2 separate regions of the Zea mays genome follow, and region 2 is linked to region 1. A link is a contact called in public Hi-C data. All regions are on one chromosome and are shown on one strand. The core of a region is the stretch at or near the end of the contact, and the rest is flanking DNA. Distances in the headings are between cores, read along the strand shown.

What was found. Hi-C and Micro-C count contacts between places; a contact is called where the count stands out from the background.
Region 2: a contact with region 1 is called in a Hi-C map of leaf, with 5 times the contacts expected there. The contact joins the promoter of LOC103647454 here to the promoter of LOC103647451 in region 1. A contact is called at or near these places in 2 of 25 Hi-C or Micro-C datasets (ear and leaf).

What each region holds. Positions count from the first base shown.
Region 1 is chr2:188,436,503-188,443,960 of Zm-B73-REFERENCE-NAM-5.0, forward strand. LOC103647451 (AT-rich interactive domain-containing protein 4) reads right to left here and starts at 4,646. Exons shown (of 16, transcript XM_008671989.2): 1 at 3,495-4,646; 2 at 3,150-3,409; 3 at 2,868-3,059; 4 at 2,298-2,351; 5 at 762-850; 6 at 429-681; 7 at 282-338. The coding sequence starts at 3,314. It overlaps LOC100280915 (E3 ubiquitin-protein ligase AIP2), which reads right to left. Exons shown (of 6, transcript XM_020547696.3): 5 at 7,391-7,458; 6 at 6,783-7,237. The coding sequence ends at 7,409.
Region 2 is chr2:188,741,173-188,748,630 of Zm-B73-REFERENCE-NAM-5.0, forward strand. It overlaps LOC103647454, which reads right to left and starts at 4,537. Exons shown (of 2, transcript XM_008671992.3): 1 at 3,498-4,537; 2 at 2,940-3,425. The coding sequence starts at 4,113. The coding sequence ends at 3,280.

The sequences.
Region 1 (7,458 bases), core at 3,396-5,895:
GTACCAGAGGCTCCCACATGAGTAGGGTCTAGGGAAGGAATAAACCGAGGCATGCTTTCCCCCCGGCAAATATGGAGAGGATGCTTCGAATCCATGAACTGGTGACTCAGTGAGACAGCTATCCTCAATGCACCAGGTCTGCCCTTCAAAATTACTATTACATACACTAAGGAAAAATGTTTTTTATCATTTATACTCAACAATAATTTTCAAAACCACGAGTTTATTATATAAAAAGTAGTTCACATAAAAAGGTACTGCATAGCAAGAATCATTCATACTTCAATATTCAGAAGTGCATTCAGACCGTCCTCTAAAGAGCCCAATAAACAAGGATCCTGTGGGAGAGAGAGAGAAAAGGGAACCATTAATCTACATCGGAATAATATAACTAATCTTTAGACATGAATATTAAAGCTTTTATTTACCAAGGTGCATGACACTCCACATAGAAGTAACTTCATGTTGATTTCTTCATCATATATTTTTATAGCTGGGGTCACTTCAGATGAACCTTCTTCATCAACCATTTCAGTGCCAGGTGGACTTATATTTATTTTTGGAGAATCCCCAAGGAGACGAGGACCAAGTTTAACACTTTGCACATGATTGTTTCTTACACAATATAGACGAAAGGATGCGTGAGCAAGCTGAAAAGCATCCCAAGTATGGCTCACCGAACTGTATCCATCCAGAAGCACATTTATTATAATTAACACTTCAATTTAGATCGAACTGAAAGAGGAAGGGTGAATGAATACCTTTGAACTACTGACATCAATGCATGGCGAAAATGAGATGCGGCATAAGACGAGAATGAATTTCTCCAGTAAATTACATATGGGATCCCCTAAAATAAATAGATAATAATATTAGCAACTTCCCAATTCCAGAATAATAAAATTGTTGCCTAACACTTTAAGCAATATAAATTAAGAACAAATAACAAATGGCTTTGATATAGAGGAAATAAGGTTGAATAGATTTGTAGAAATAAGCTATATGTAAGGCCCTATTTGGATCTCATTTTCATTTTCTAGATAGTGATGTAGAATCTGGATTCTTGATAAAAAAATGAGGGTCTTTGGATCCTAGGTTATTGTTTTTTCATAGTGAGAATCTCTGGTGATGGATGAGGTCACAAGGGAATAGCCCTCAGTGTATGCTTTTCGCGAACAATGTAGTGCTAGTTGATGAAAGCCGGGAAGGAATAAATAGAAAAGTGGAGTTGTGGCAAGAGACTCTAGAGTCCAAAAGTTTTAGAATCAGTAAAACTAAAACTGAATTCATGAGATGTGACTTAGGCACTAGTACACATGAGGAAGGGGATATTAGTTTGGAAGGCCAAGTAGTGTTCAAGAAGGATACCTTTCAATATTTATGATCAATGCTACAGAGAATGGGGATTTTGATGAAGATGTTAGCCATAGAATCAAAACAAGATGGAAGAAGTGATGCCAAGCATCTGACGTTCTATGTGGCAAAAGGGTACCACATAAGCTAAAATGCAAGTTCTATAGGACGAGAATTATACATGCTATTTATGGTGCAAAATGTTGGCCTACAAAAAGAAGTCATATTCAACAGATAAGTGTTATGAAAATGTGTACGTTGTGTTGGGTTTGTGGCCATACAAGAAGGAATCGAGTCCAGAACAATAATATACGTGATAGGTTAGGGATAGCAACAATTGAAGAAAAGCTTGTCTAACACCAATTGAGATGATTTGGACATGTCCAACAGAGACCTCAAAGCCACCCGTGTGTAGTAGGATCCTAAGGCGCGATAGTAATGAGAAGAGGCAGGGGAAAGCCAAAGTTGACATAGAAAGAAATAGTAAAAGGAGACTTACAAGGATGGAATATACCTAAAGGTTTAGCCTTGAATAGGAGTGAATGAAAAACAGCTACTGACATGCCTGAACCATTATTTGAGGTTTCTGATAGATTTGAACTCTAGCCTACACCAACTTGCTTAAGACGAAAAGGCTTTATTATTGTTGTTATATAGTGAGAATCTTCAAATAGAAGGGTTTGGGGTAGATAATTGAATTCTAAGAATCTCATTCAGTCATTCTAGAATCTAATTATCATTTTTAAGAGATCCAAACAGGGCCTAACAGCAGCATGACATTGTTGTCAAACGAAGAAAAGCATACTAAAATGAACAATCCGAAGAAAATATGGCTACTTTGCCATGTGGCCATCTCCAAGAAAACATGATCTATGAGTAGTGGACAAACAGTAATACTCAGGTTGTTTGAAGAAATGCAATTACTGTACAGGGAAACTATCTACCTTTGAGTGAACTGCTTGGGCAAGTTTTTCACCAATAGGAACTTCCAGATATACCTGTATTCAGAGTATGGTTATCAGCAACTGTAAAAATGTTAAAAAGTAAGACCCATGTGGCAGTACAACCAAGATGTTGGAATATCACAGAAGTTACACAAAATAAATGTTCCATATGTGTTCCTGTGAAGTAAATGAAACAAACCCTTTTTTAGGAACATTGCTTTCCGTATATATTTACATCATCTAAACGGAACTTTTTATGTGTAGGATATGATACACGAGACAGTCGAGTACCTACCTTTTTGTATTGGATTCAGCTCTAGTACTTAACCTATTCAAGTAGTTGCAACATGTGTAGCATAAGACGAGACAATCCTTTGTTGTATGATGCAACGATGGAACAAACACATGGCATAGTGACTTCAAGTTCATACAACAGAATTTACCAAAACTTCATAGGTTGTTGATATCACATCCTGGTATTTGCAGTTTAATTGGCAGCTAAAATGCACTGGCAAGCTAGCATATTGCCTAACAAGTAATAACATTTACACACACTAGAGTAGAGCTTACTATCGTTGGGAATGGTGGGCTGATAAGAGTGCTAAACGCCTGCGGATCAGAGACATCGGCGTCCCCCCACACAAGTGAGCCAATCTCCTTCTCATCCTCAAGCTGCTGACCCTGGATGTACAAGAAGTTGGGCTGCACCACCCGCTGCGCCTCGAGGAACTGCTCTGGTGTAGGATTAAACAGTGTGTGGACCTGCATTCAGAAGCCCCTTCATTCAGCTGATAAACAAAGGAGGCAAACTGCAACGAGCGTGCGCACTCAAGCAAGGAGCAAACAGTTGACCTCCAATCGCCCAGCTGAGCTGAGCTCCGGGAATGGGTAAGACGGCCGTGGCCGCTTCGCCTCCAGCCCAGACTTCGCTGCTGGTGCTCGCTTCTCAGCATACTTCCCACACAGCACCACAAGGAGCACACAGTTGTTCCGCGAGAAGCTTTGGATTTGAGACATGGCTGGCAGGCCGGAGCCTCCCTGGCGGCGGCCGCGCAGGAGAAAAACCTCCCCTTGAAATCAGAAATCAACCCCACTTCTTCATGGACCAAACCCTGGGACACAGAAAACGCATCAGGAATCCCCCAAATCCCAACCAAATCCGCAGCGAAACTCACGAATCTGAGCGTGCGGCCTTACCAAGACGCGATTTTGCGGCGCAATCGGCAGCGGCACGCCCTCAATCGACGGCCGGGAAGGGGGCGGATTCGGTGCTGGGAGATGGGGGCAGCGAAGGGTAAAGTGCGCGAGAACAAACGGAGCCCTAGAAGATGATTCGCAGAAATAGATAGATACTGCAACAACGCGAAAGCAAATCCCACTGTGGAGGCAATAAAAAAGAGGAGCCGTCTCTGCTTGTGGTGGTGGCGAATCGGCCCACGCCCTTATGCAGATCCAGACAAACAAAAACAGCGCAATCCACAACCAAGAGGGGCGAAAAAATCTGTCCAAGAACCGGAACCAGAGCTGAAGCGGATTAACGGGCGACGACGACCACGGGGATCAGGCGAGCGGGCCTCATTAGCAGCGGCAAACAATCACGCATCACAGAGACAGAAACTTTGGAACAGTCTCGGCTCGACCAGGGAGGCGTCAAGATTGGATTTTTGACGGGTACGGGGAGGTCAGTCCGGAGATTCTCCCGGACTTCTCAGATTTTCGCCCTAACCGCCTGCCTGCTCACACGCATCGCCCAGCTTGATGAGGAGATTAGATGAGTTGATGTGCGCCTGCTCTCTGCTGTTGCTGGTGCGTTGTTTTCCCTGCGCCTTTTCGTTTTCTCCTTTTTCCTCCTCCGCTTCATTACTGCTGCAAGCCAGGGACGGCCGGAGGAAAACAAACGCGGATTAAAAGATTAGGAGTTTTGGGAGCAGGATTGGTGAGGGGGCAAAATAATCTCTTTCTGTGAGAATTGTTTTTGCTGGGATCGGAATATCGGATGCTGGCATGCTGCTACTGCTTTTGCTGTGCAGATCGATACGGTGTGGCCTGTGGTGTGGCGTGGCCGCGTAGGGTTGTGATCCAGCTTGGGCTGCTTGGCGCTCGCCGCTCGAGCGGTCGAGCATGCAGGGTGGGTGTGCGCGTGTATTGCAGCTCGCGATCGCGGCGGCTTTGGCCATTTGGGTGGGGGTGCCTGTGTTCGTGGGATCGTGGGAGCAAATGGCCCGTTTGATCCGTTTATGCGTGTTCCTAATAGCAAGCAACGGTGGAGCGACCGCACAGCATGAGGAGCCCTTCGGTAGAGCTTCTTCCCTTCTCGCTATCACCCACTTCCGCTTCGGCCACTCGATCTTTTTGCTATTATAATTAGAGGCGTCAATGTAGAGATAGTGTTGAAAACGGACGAAAAAAATCCATACCTCGTTTTCGTTTCTGCATTTTATCATTTACCGGGTACAAATTAGTTAGGAACAAAAACGGAAGAGGGATAAACGAGTTAAATGGAAACTGAAATTTAAGTGAAAACTTGTATTCTAATACAAACATATGATATTTTGATAGCTAACTGGTAACTGACTGATATGGCAACAATATAAAATAAATAGATATAGAGGGGCAACACTCCATTGATATTTGCTTGCTAGTGGTGTACGTATAGCTACAATCGGTTTTTTGAGCTTTTAGGACACATGTCGTTAAAGAGAGCCGGTGGCTAAAATGACCACTTATGTTATAATTTGTCACCTAAGGATATGAGGCTTCAGCTAATGCACTAATGTATATTGGGATGGTCTCGGATTCTCAAAATACGAGTTTAACCCGAATAAAAACGGGCAGGATAGACCCTCTCTCGTTTCTGTATCGTTTCCGGTTTTTCCCGTAAATACGAAAACAGTCAGATCAAATATAGAAAACAGTACGGGTTAGAATGGGATTTTACTCCGTCCGTTTTCACCCCTTGGAGGAGTTATGGTGCGGTTCCCAAGCACCACGGAGCTGAGCCGTTTAACCGCTTTGAGCTAATTCTTGCGAGGAGCGAAGCAGAAAGAGCGCTAAGAGCAACTCCAATAGTTATATAATTTTAGCTCTATAAATCATAGATTTAAGAAGTTGCTAAATAACTTTGGGAGTAAAAAAATGTGAGTTCTCCGATAGTGAAGTTGCTAAATGGTTATATAAGGATTTGCTCAATTACCTTCATTATCTACATAATGCAATAAACATTTTTGTTTAGGGAGTTGCTAAATGGTTGCCAAATGTAGAGAGGAAATAAGGTTAGATGAGAAGTTGTTAAATTTAGAAAGTTCGTTTAGAGAACTGTTGGAGATGAGTTTTGTGTTAACTACTTAAATTGTTGAGTTAGGAAGTCTATTAGAGAACTACTGGAGTTGCTCTAACAATGGGACCTTAAGTTAGCAATGCAGCAAAGTTGATGGGCGGTGATCTTGGTGCCCCTGCACTAGATAAAAAGTGCTCCTCCCAAGGTGGCAAGGAGCCAAAACCGTTTTAGAGACACAAATCCTTATCATTATAATCATGGGCGGCCCCAGGGGTGTTTCATGGGTATTCATTGAATACCCATGTTTTTGTGATCTATAGTGTTAGAACACTAATTTGTCAATAATGTATTACATAAAATAGCGTTAGAACACTAAATTCTTTAATCTTTTGAATTTTTGAATACCCAATCTCAAATGTCTGGGCCCGCTTCTGATTATAATGTACCCGTATATCCTATAGTTCTGAAACAATCTTATTAAAGATCAAATGATGATCAAGTACAGAACTACCCTCTTACAACTTATGCATGTATAACTTTAGCTTCATATGTATCTTGCTTGTCAAATCCTTAGGCATACAAATATACTTCAACTTGAGCCATAAGACAACTACAATTTTATCTTGCAAACAATTTGCAAAAATATTATTTGGAAGACGAGGTCGGATTTGAGTCAAGGCTTTACAATCTTTTCTCATCTCATTGGTCCAAGATTTTAAATTATTTTTATTAAATTTAACAAGAGCACCATTGACTTTAGCGTGCATAAGAATAGCCCTCAACTACATAAATTGAGGTGTAACCCTAGCAAAAAAATATCTACAATCCGGTATACAGCTTGTGTATGTTTAGCAATGAATTTGAAATATTTTGGTAATTTCCTTAAGTGTGCGCAGCAAATAGGTTGATTTGTTTTCACTAACGATCAACGGCAGCAAGACAAGAGAAACTTGATTACTTTCTCGATTCACGTGATTGACAGGAAACATGGTAGCATGGATTTGAGACAACGACGATAGAAAATTTTCCTTCTCCATTTGTAGATGGATCATACACCGGTGACTAAAACCAACTATACCTCTCGGTAGTAACTTTTGCAAATGAATCGGCATACCACCAATCAACAATGGCATAAAAATTGACTCCATCTCGAAGATGCTGAACAGTAGATTTAAACATATATGACAACGCCACGAAACTTGCAGATAGATTGAAACAATAGAATTTTTAATCTTATGTTTGGTTCTGACACCACTTGTTAGTTTATAATGCAAATATAAACCAAACACAAGGCTTAAAATTTTACGTAAAAACCTTCACGAGAAAAAGTCACACACGCCAAGCTAGAATCTCTATTTTACGAGGAGAGTGTATAAAATACAATAAATGTAATAAATCATTTATCTTCTCATAGGACTTACAAGATAGATATATATAAGAGGACTAGTCACAGGGGTTGAAAATTACACGCATCAGCCAACGCCCATCACACCCCAGTCACTGTCATAATCCTCCTCGAACAACGGTTGTGCCACACTATGACACTATGCAAGATCTGCTACTCTCATTCCAAAAACCGTCAAGCTTATCCGCTTCGTCTCTGTGTGTCAACATACTATGATTGCCTATCGACTTTTATTGATGACCTGCTATGCGTCTAGGCCTACAAACAAACTAGATGATAAGATAAACGAACACAGATAGGGCATAGCACAAATCAGAGGTAATAAGATCGCAAGATATTTAACTCAAGCATAAGTAACTAGGTATATATATATGTCAACATGGTAATCACGAAGTTCATCAAAGGGATTACATTCTGGAACTGTTGAGTTCAGATATAAATGAATTCTCCACCCCTAACAGCATTTGCCGCACCCCTTC
Region 2 (7,458 bases), core at 3,287-5,786, 300 kb after region 1:
CCTAGGGGCACCCCTTCAGAACGATCGACCCTATTACTCAGCCACCCACCTCAACTCTCTGCATTCTCAATTCGGAGAGCTCCCTTGTAACCTCATTCACCAAGCATACTCACCAGGACGTAGGGTGTTACGCATCTCTAAGCGGCCCGAACCTGTAAACATTGTTCACTGTCCCTCGTGCATCTGGCACGAACCATTTTGCTACAGTCGTCGACACCGTCCTACTCCTAAAAACACCTCAAGGGGCAACCCCGGGTGTGCGGTCGGACCCCAAAACACCGGCAGAAGCCGCCAAGTGGCGGAAAGACGTGGAGAAGGCCTAAGGCCGATTTCGTCCTAAGCAGGGCCCAGAGGAAGGAAGTACTTTAGTGGATCAAGATGTTGATGTTCCCTGATGGGTATGCATCTAACCTGAGTAGGGGGTGAACTTATCTACTATGCGAGTCTTAGGGATGAAGAGTCATGACTTCCACATATGGATTGAACAGATTCTTTCTGCGATGGTTCGAGGCTATGTCCCTGAGCATGTCTGGCTAGCGCTTTCAGAGTTGAGCTATTTCTTCCGTCAGCTTTGTGCAAAAGAGTTATCTCGGACCGTTGTTGCAGACTTGGAAAGATTGGCCCCCCGTGTTACTGTGTAAGCTTGAGAAGATATTTCCACCCGGCTTCTTCAATCCAATGCAGCATTTGATTCTTCATCTCCCCTATGAGGCACGAATGGGGGGCCCCGTGCAGGGACGTTGGTGCTATCCAATCGAGAGATGTCTAAAGACTATTTGAAAGAAATGTAGAAATAAATGCAAAATCGAGGCTTCCATTGCAGAGGCATACATTCTAGAGGAGGTCTCAAACTTCACAACAACTTATTCTGGTGACAAACTGCCGAGCGTGCATAATCCACCCCCTCGTTACAATGATGGCGACAATGAATCGAACCTTAGTATATTTCGAGGCCAACTCGGAAGCGCAAGTGGCTCAACCACCAAGACCATGACACATGAAGGGTGGCGGCATATCATGCTATACGTATTGACCAACCTTGAAGAGGTGACGCCATACATGGAACAATTTCTTCATGAATTCTGGCGTCGATCAAGGGATCCCATTCCACAGGAATATGACGCTCTTCTTAGAAAGGTTGCGAGAAATGGGTTGCCCGATTTCATTTCCTGGTTCAAACGTAAGGTACGTGCTTAATTTGTAAAAGAGATACGTCTTTGAACTCAATATAGCGTCTTTTAACTTGCGAATATATAGGCCCCTCCCACCACCAAGGCAGCCGGAGCCTGGGCCAATATGCCGAAGCATGGGTACACCACCTTTTTTATTTAGATATATAGCACTAAGTTAGATATTATTTCTAACTATCTCGTTGGTTTTCGTTGCGGTCGGCGTCACATGGTGGTCGGCCTTGCTCCACCTTCTCGGCCTATGCTATGACCCATAAGGGTAAGGCGACGTCCGACGTCACCTACAACCCGGATGACGGGTCGTCGAGGCGACGATCGGGCACCACACCATCAGATCCAGCAGCAGCAGCAGCAGCAGCAGCAGCTAGCGCGCTTCACAGTCACATGTGCTGTGCTGGTCGTTTCCCACGTCGTCGACCCGTCCGTGTCCGGCCGCGCGCGGGAGCGGGGGCGTACGACGACGTCTCACCTCAACCTCATGGAGTCATGGACGCGACCAACAGTACGTGCCGCTGCCCCGCGTGCTCTCTCTACTGGCACTGGCACTGGCCGGCCGGCCCGCTGGCCCAGTCGTGACGTCTACGCCACCGCATTTATGCCGGCGTCCCGGTAGGTCGCGCTTGCCTTTCGCGCGCCCGTGCATGTGCCTGTCGGTCGGGCAGAGATGAGAGGAGTATGATCGATTTGCTCACATTTGTATCTGTAATTAATCTACCTCTAATCGATAAAAGGCTAGCTAGTAGTAGCTATCTTGTACACTCCCGAGAGTATGCATGCACCAGCACCAAGACATGGCGCGTGCGTGCATTGCAGAGCCGCCGTGTACTCCTACCACCTAGTACTGGGGTTTCCTGCAGCTACACGACACTGTCGAGTTGCCTGGGGGCAAGTGCCTTCACTCTCAACCTGCAGCAACTACCCGCTCCACGCGCATTGAATCGCCCACGAGGATGCGCAGGCGCCCTTGGGCCAGGCCGTGTAGGCGCAAATTCAGGGCTCAGGAGCTGTCGTGACCACAGGAGGTCCAGAATCTGTGGCTACACGGCTTTGTCGGGTACTCGCCTGCTTCTAGGGTAAACGGTATTTGGCGTACACAGGTGTGTGGATGCTATGGAGACACTGGTATTGATGTTGCATCGTTCATCGACAACGGACTTGCATGAGATGGACGTGTGAACGTGTTGTTGCCGGTGGTGGTATCCAAGGACGTTCGACTACTTCCAATACATCGATGTGTTTTTATTCCACTATGTTGCGCGTCTAATGTTAAGGATCATGATCCTCTCCTCACATGCTAACTTGGTTGAACGTGGTGCAGCGTAGTACTCCCTCCGTTTCTTTTTATTTGTCGCTGGATCCAGCGACAAATAAAAAGAAACGGAGGGAGTACATGTTTTCCTAGGCTTGCTAGCCGACCTAAGGGCAACACAACAACATCCTTGCGAATTTGTAAATTCAGGTTCGAGGCAGCCGAAAACTGTCGTTGTAAGAAGGATCACAAATTCGTAGTAGTCCATATATGGGATTGGGCTATAGAAAAGCCTGGTGAGGCGCTATCTGGGCTTTATCCTTGCCTTTTTACTTACCAATGGACCAGGCCGAGCATGTAGCTGTCCGTATCGTGCGTCGGGCAGTGAAACATGGGCCGGGCGGTGCGACACGGTCCGCGGACAGCCGACGCAGCGTGACAAAAGCTAGACACGACGAAACCTTTGCCAGTTGGTCAGGCTGGAGGATAACAAAACGACAGATAATCTACCATCGTAGAGTAATAATAATAACTGAGTTCACGTCCAAATACTTGTGAGTTGCCTACACACTGACAGAACAATCTGAATCCTTGGCCTTATTACAACAATGTCTTGGACGCACACACACTGCTAGCCATCATACAATACAATACAACGGAATCCCTTTTCTTCAGAAATACTCCCTCCGTTTCTTTTTATTTGTCGCTGGATAGTGTAATTTTGTACTATCCAGCGACAAATAAAAAGAAACGGAGGGAGTAATATGAAAACGAAAAAAGAGAGAGAGAAATACAAACATTGTACATCACACTGCAACAGCGCAACACGTACCGTCTAGTCTAGGGTCTAAGCACGATGCATTGCCGGTTCTTGGTTCGCCGCTTCTGCAAGAATTCAAGGGGGGAGGGAGAGGCGTCAGAAATGCATGCATGGCTCTGTCTGTCTCTATCGGGAACGAGAACGACCGCCTGAACTGAATGAGAACCTGCAGTGTTCATCCGCCGATCACGCCAGAACTAATAACAAGCATTTGCGTTGCGCACGTATATATACGTACCGTCGTCGCCACGCCTGTCGTGGCGCTGGACGCACTGGAGGATGTACTTGAAGGCCTCCGTCTCGCAGGGGATGGCGAGCGCGCCTTGGTGCTGGAACCCGAACTCCTCCTCGGCCTTCTCCAGCAGGAGCCGGAACACGGGGTGCGCCAGGTAGCCGGTCGGGATCACGAACCGCCGCTGCTCGGCACCCACGTACACGGGGCAGTAGCCCCGGGGAACGTCCGGCGGCGGCGGCGGCGGCTCCGGGCTGTGGCCGCAGCTCTCGTCGTCCGACACGGACTCCGCCGTCTCCGTGCGCCGCAGACGCCGCACCACGAGCGGCGGGATCGCCGGCGCCACTGCCTCCTCCGGCACGCCGCCGCCGGCGGCGTGGTCATCCTCCTCCTCCTCCCGCTGCTGCTTCTGATCCGCCAGCGCCATCAGGTGCTGCCACTTGTGCAGCAGCTCTCGCAGCCGCACCATCTGCTTGGCGCCCGTCGCAGCCTTCGCGCCGTCGTCGTCGCCCATGACGACAGCCACCGTACACCTTCGTAGAGATGGCTTCTTGGATCTCTCAAGAGCTTGGTGAGAATTTTGAGACGAAACTAAGGGAAAGGGGTGGAGAGAGTCTCGCATGCAGGAGGTGGGAAGATTATATATAATCACGCCATGCTCGTTATTCGTACTACATCGATCAGGGGTAACATGGATAAACAAACAAACAAACAAACAAAAAGATTCCTTCGCCGCGTGTTATTTTTAACATGGCTGAATAATCACCGGCGTGTGGCTCAAGAATGCTACAGCTTATTTATCTATCTGATGATCCATCCGTCTAAGCTACTCTACCTTGATCAAACTTTTTTCTTTGGTGCCAAACCGGCCTACACAGCTACACTACACTAGTGGTGCCTTCGAAACTAAGAAGGAATAATTAATTAGCACACTACGTTACAAAAACAGCACTGTACTGATTATCTGAACCGATGAAATAAAACATATACGATGAAGTTTTTCTTCTGAAAATCTTCAGGCGTTTATTAATTTTATGAACTTTATATATATGTATTTATTTTAATAATGTTCTGAACGGGAGCATCAAAAGCTGGATGTGTGCTGGGAATATAATAATATCCCCGATCGAGCCAACTTTTCCGCGGTTCATATATCATACCCTGTGCAGTGCACAAGGACGTGGCTACATACTTGTGTTTGGATCGATGATGCCAGTGATTTAGGGCATGGTATCATGCCGGTGTGCACCTACCTTAGCTTATAATATTACAGGGAATTTTGCTGTACGGATGTTTAATCAAAACAATCGATGTTCATTCTCACGGCACGACATGGCAGCTGGAACAAGGATCCCGGAAACATATTGTACGCGCGCTGCCAGCCACCTCGATTTTTTATGCCATCATTAAAAAAAATAACAAATGACTTGGGTGGCACAGGTTTAACAATTGCTAGAGAACACGGTAGTACGTAGGATCGGCGGCGTTACTGTGGATAGATGCAATGCACAGCTCACTTTTGTGCTTGATAAATTACTCCGGAGGCCACCTAGGCACCTACACTACATACGTGTTGGCCGATCGCGCGCGCTAGCTAGATCATCTTCTTCCAGATAAAAAGGCCAGAAGCATCCGGACGGTGTCGCTTGGAAAGCTGGCCGCGGCAACGTGCCAGCACATGATCGTCGACGGACGGACGACTCGTTGCCCCGGGCCCTATCTCTATCTATATATATCCCTACACACACTTCCCAGCATCGACGCGTCGTTCATCGGCATGCATGTCTCGTACGCCGGATCGGACGAGACGAGAGAAAGATCAATCAACCTGCGCTGCGGCGTGCCATACCCACATGTGATGATGGTGATGATTGGTACGGGCCCCTTCTTCCTTTTGTCTATTATTTGTTTAGCTTTATTATTTACTTCTTTCAAGAACCTGCATCTGCATGGATGGAGTCTGCCAAAAGTGACCACCGATCGACTCTATACATGCATTGCGTGAAGCGACGCCAACGGTCCGCGCGCTACAGCCATGCATGCCCGGGCGTGAGCTAGCGGGATAAGCTAAACTAGTCACCATCCATATACAGCGACTGATCCAGCCAGACGTTGTTACATTACATTGCGTATCTTTAAAGACTGGATTAACAAATTTGTAAGAGTAACCTCCAGATGCCGCGAAAAGAAGCTAAGGTATATACATTACGGAATATTTATTACTTGGGCCTTCGACCGAGCCGAAAAGAAGCTTTGCCCATGGACCCTCCAGGTCCACAGGAGACGCGGCCACGCGGAGGTCTCTGTCGACCTGTAGGCGCTGATGTGGCACACACCAAGTCACGGCATGATCCCCTTTCAGGATAAAAAGAAAGAACTAAAGAAGGGGCGCAAAATTAATTAAAGCGCATGCCAGCGCCAAAACGTATAAAGAAGTGAGGGTGCGCCTGAAGCTATTTTTCTGACGATGAACACGACTCAGGATACGTTTACGTGATAGTTAGTTTTAGCCTTGTAGGCTTGGTTGTAGTCTGTTAGCTTCCTGTTTGGATACGCTAGCGCTAATTTTAGCTGGTTGACAACTAATCCTTTGATATCTAATATAAACATGCCCGGAATTGCGCAGACTACGATGAACACGGCTTACTGATGGTAGAGAGGAAACCTCTCTGAAGAATGACTAGCCCATATCAATGTTGATGGCTTGGACAGCAGTGACCTCACTTGTATCCAAAGAGCCCGCTAGCACTCACTCTCCAAGCTTTTTTTCATCGTTGATTTTTTACACCTCTCTCTCTCTCTCTCTCTCTCTCTCTCTCTCTCTCTCTCTGCGATCAGCACGGATCTACTTTATCTGAGCTGACTAATAATCATCCTCGTCACATCAGCCATTATATACGAAACAGTGACATGCGCCTTTAATTGGTCAGAATAGTATGTGTGTGTATGTATATGAAAAGAATAGAACAACTTATAATTTAAAATAGAATGAGCACTTAATCGTACCTCTTCATGGAATCAATGGTCAGTACTAATCAATGCTCTCTGTTTTTTCTAAACTAGCTTGTATATACTCTCCGTGCGCCATTGCAGCGCATGACAATATCCAATTCAGTCTTGTGGGCCCTAATCAACAACTAAAGCTTGTCGTGAATTGTTCAGACTGCAGCAGCTATAACCTATAAAAATAAAATATTATAAGAGTAGTAGAAGCTAATAAAGGTTAAAGTGCCTCTCACCATGCCAGCAATAATGCGTGATGGAGGCCGCGACGGCGCCGGTGACCAGGCAAGTGCTGACTTAGCTTTAGAGATTTCGCTGTCTTCAAGGGGTGGACGTTCGGGTTACCCGAAAATTTCGGGTCGGATAATTCGGGTATTTTAAATTTCGGGTTTTGAGATTCGATACCCGAAATTACAACGGGTTTTATAATACCCGAAAATTCGGGTACCCGGAATTTTGGATTCGGGTTCGGGTTCGGGTATTCCCGAACTACCCGAACTATTGTGTTGGCTTCATAAAAACGCATACACCCTATTAAATTAGTATAAAAATATAGTTTGAATAATGATATACATGGACATATAAAACACAAGCAATCTACAATCACAAGTTATGCACACTTACATAAAATTATAGATGTACAAATTAATAATTAAACATGACATGAGTACATGACACATGAAAGTTCGGGTAATTCAGGTTTCGGGTACCCGATTGTGATATCCGAATTACCCGAAATAAATTCGGGTTTTGCAAGTTGCTACCCGAAATTCCCGAACAAAATTCGGGTTTCGGGTATTTCGGGTTCAGGTATTTCGGGTTACGGGTTTTTTGCCTAGCTCTAGTCCTCAGGCTATGCACAGCCACATACTGTAAAGGAAGCCCTAATCGAGTAATGTGTCGAATAAAAAATTCGTATAGCCACCTACTCTGTCGCATACTCTAAACTTTAGAGGGAGGAAGT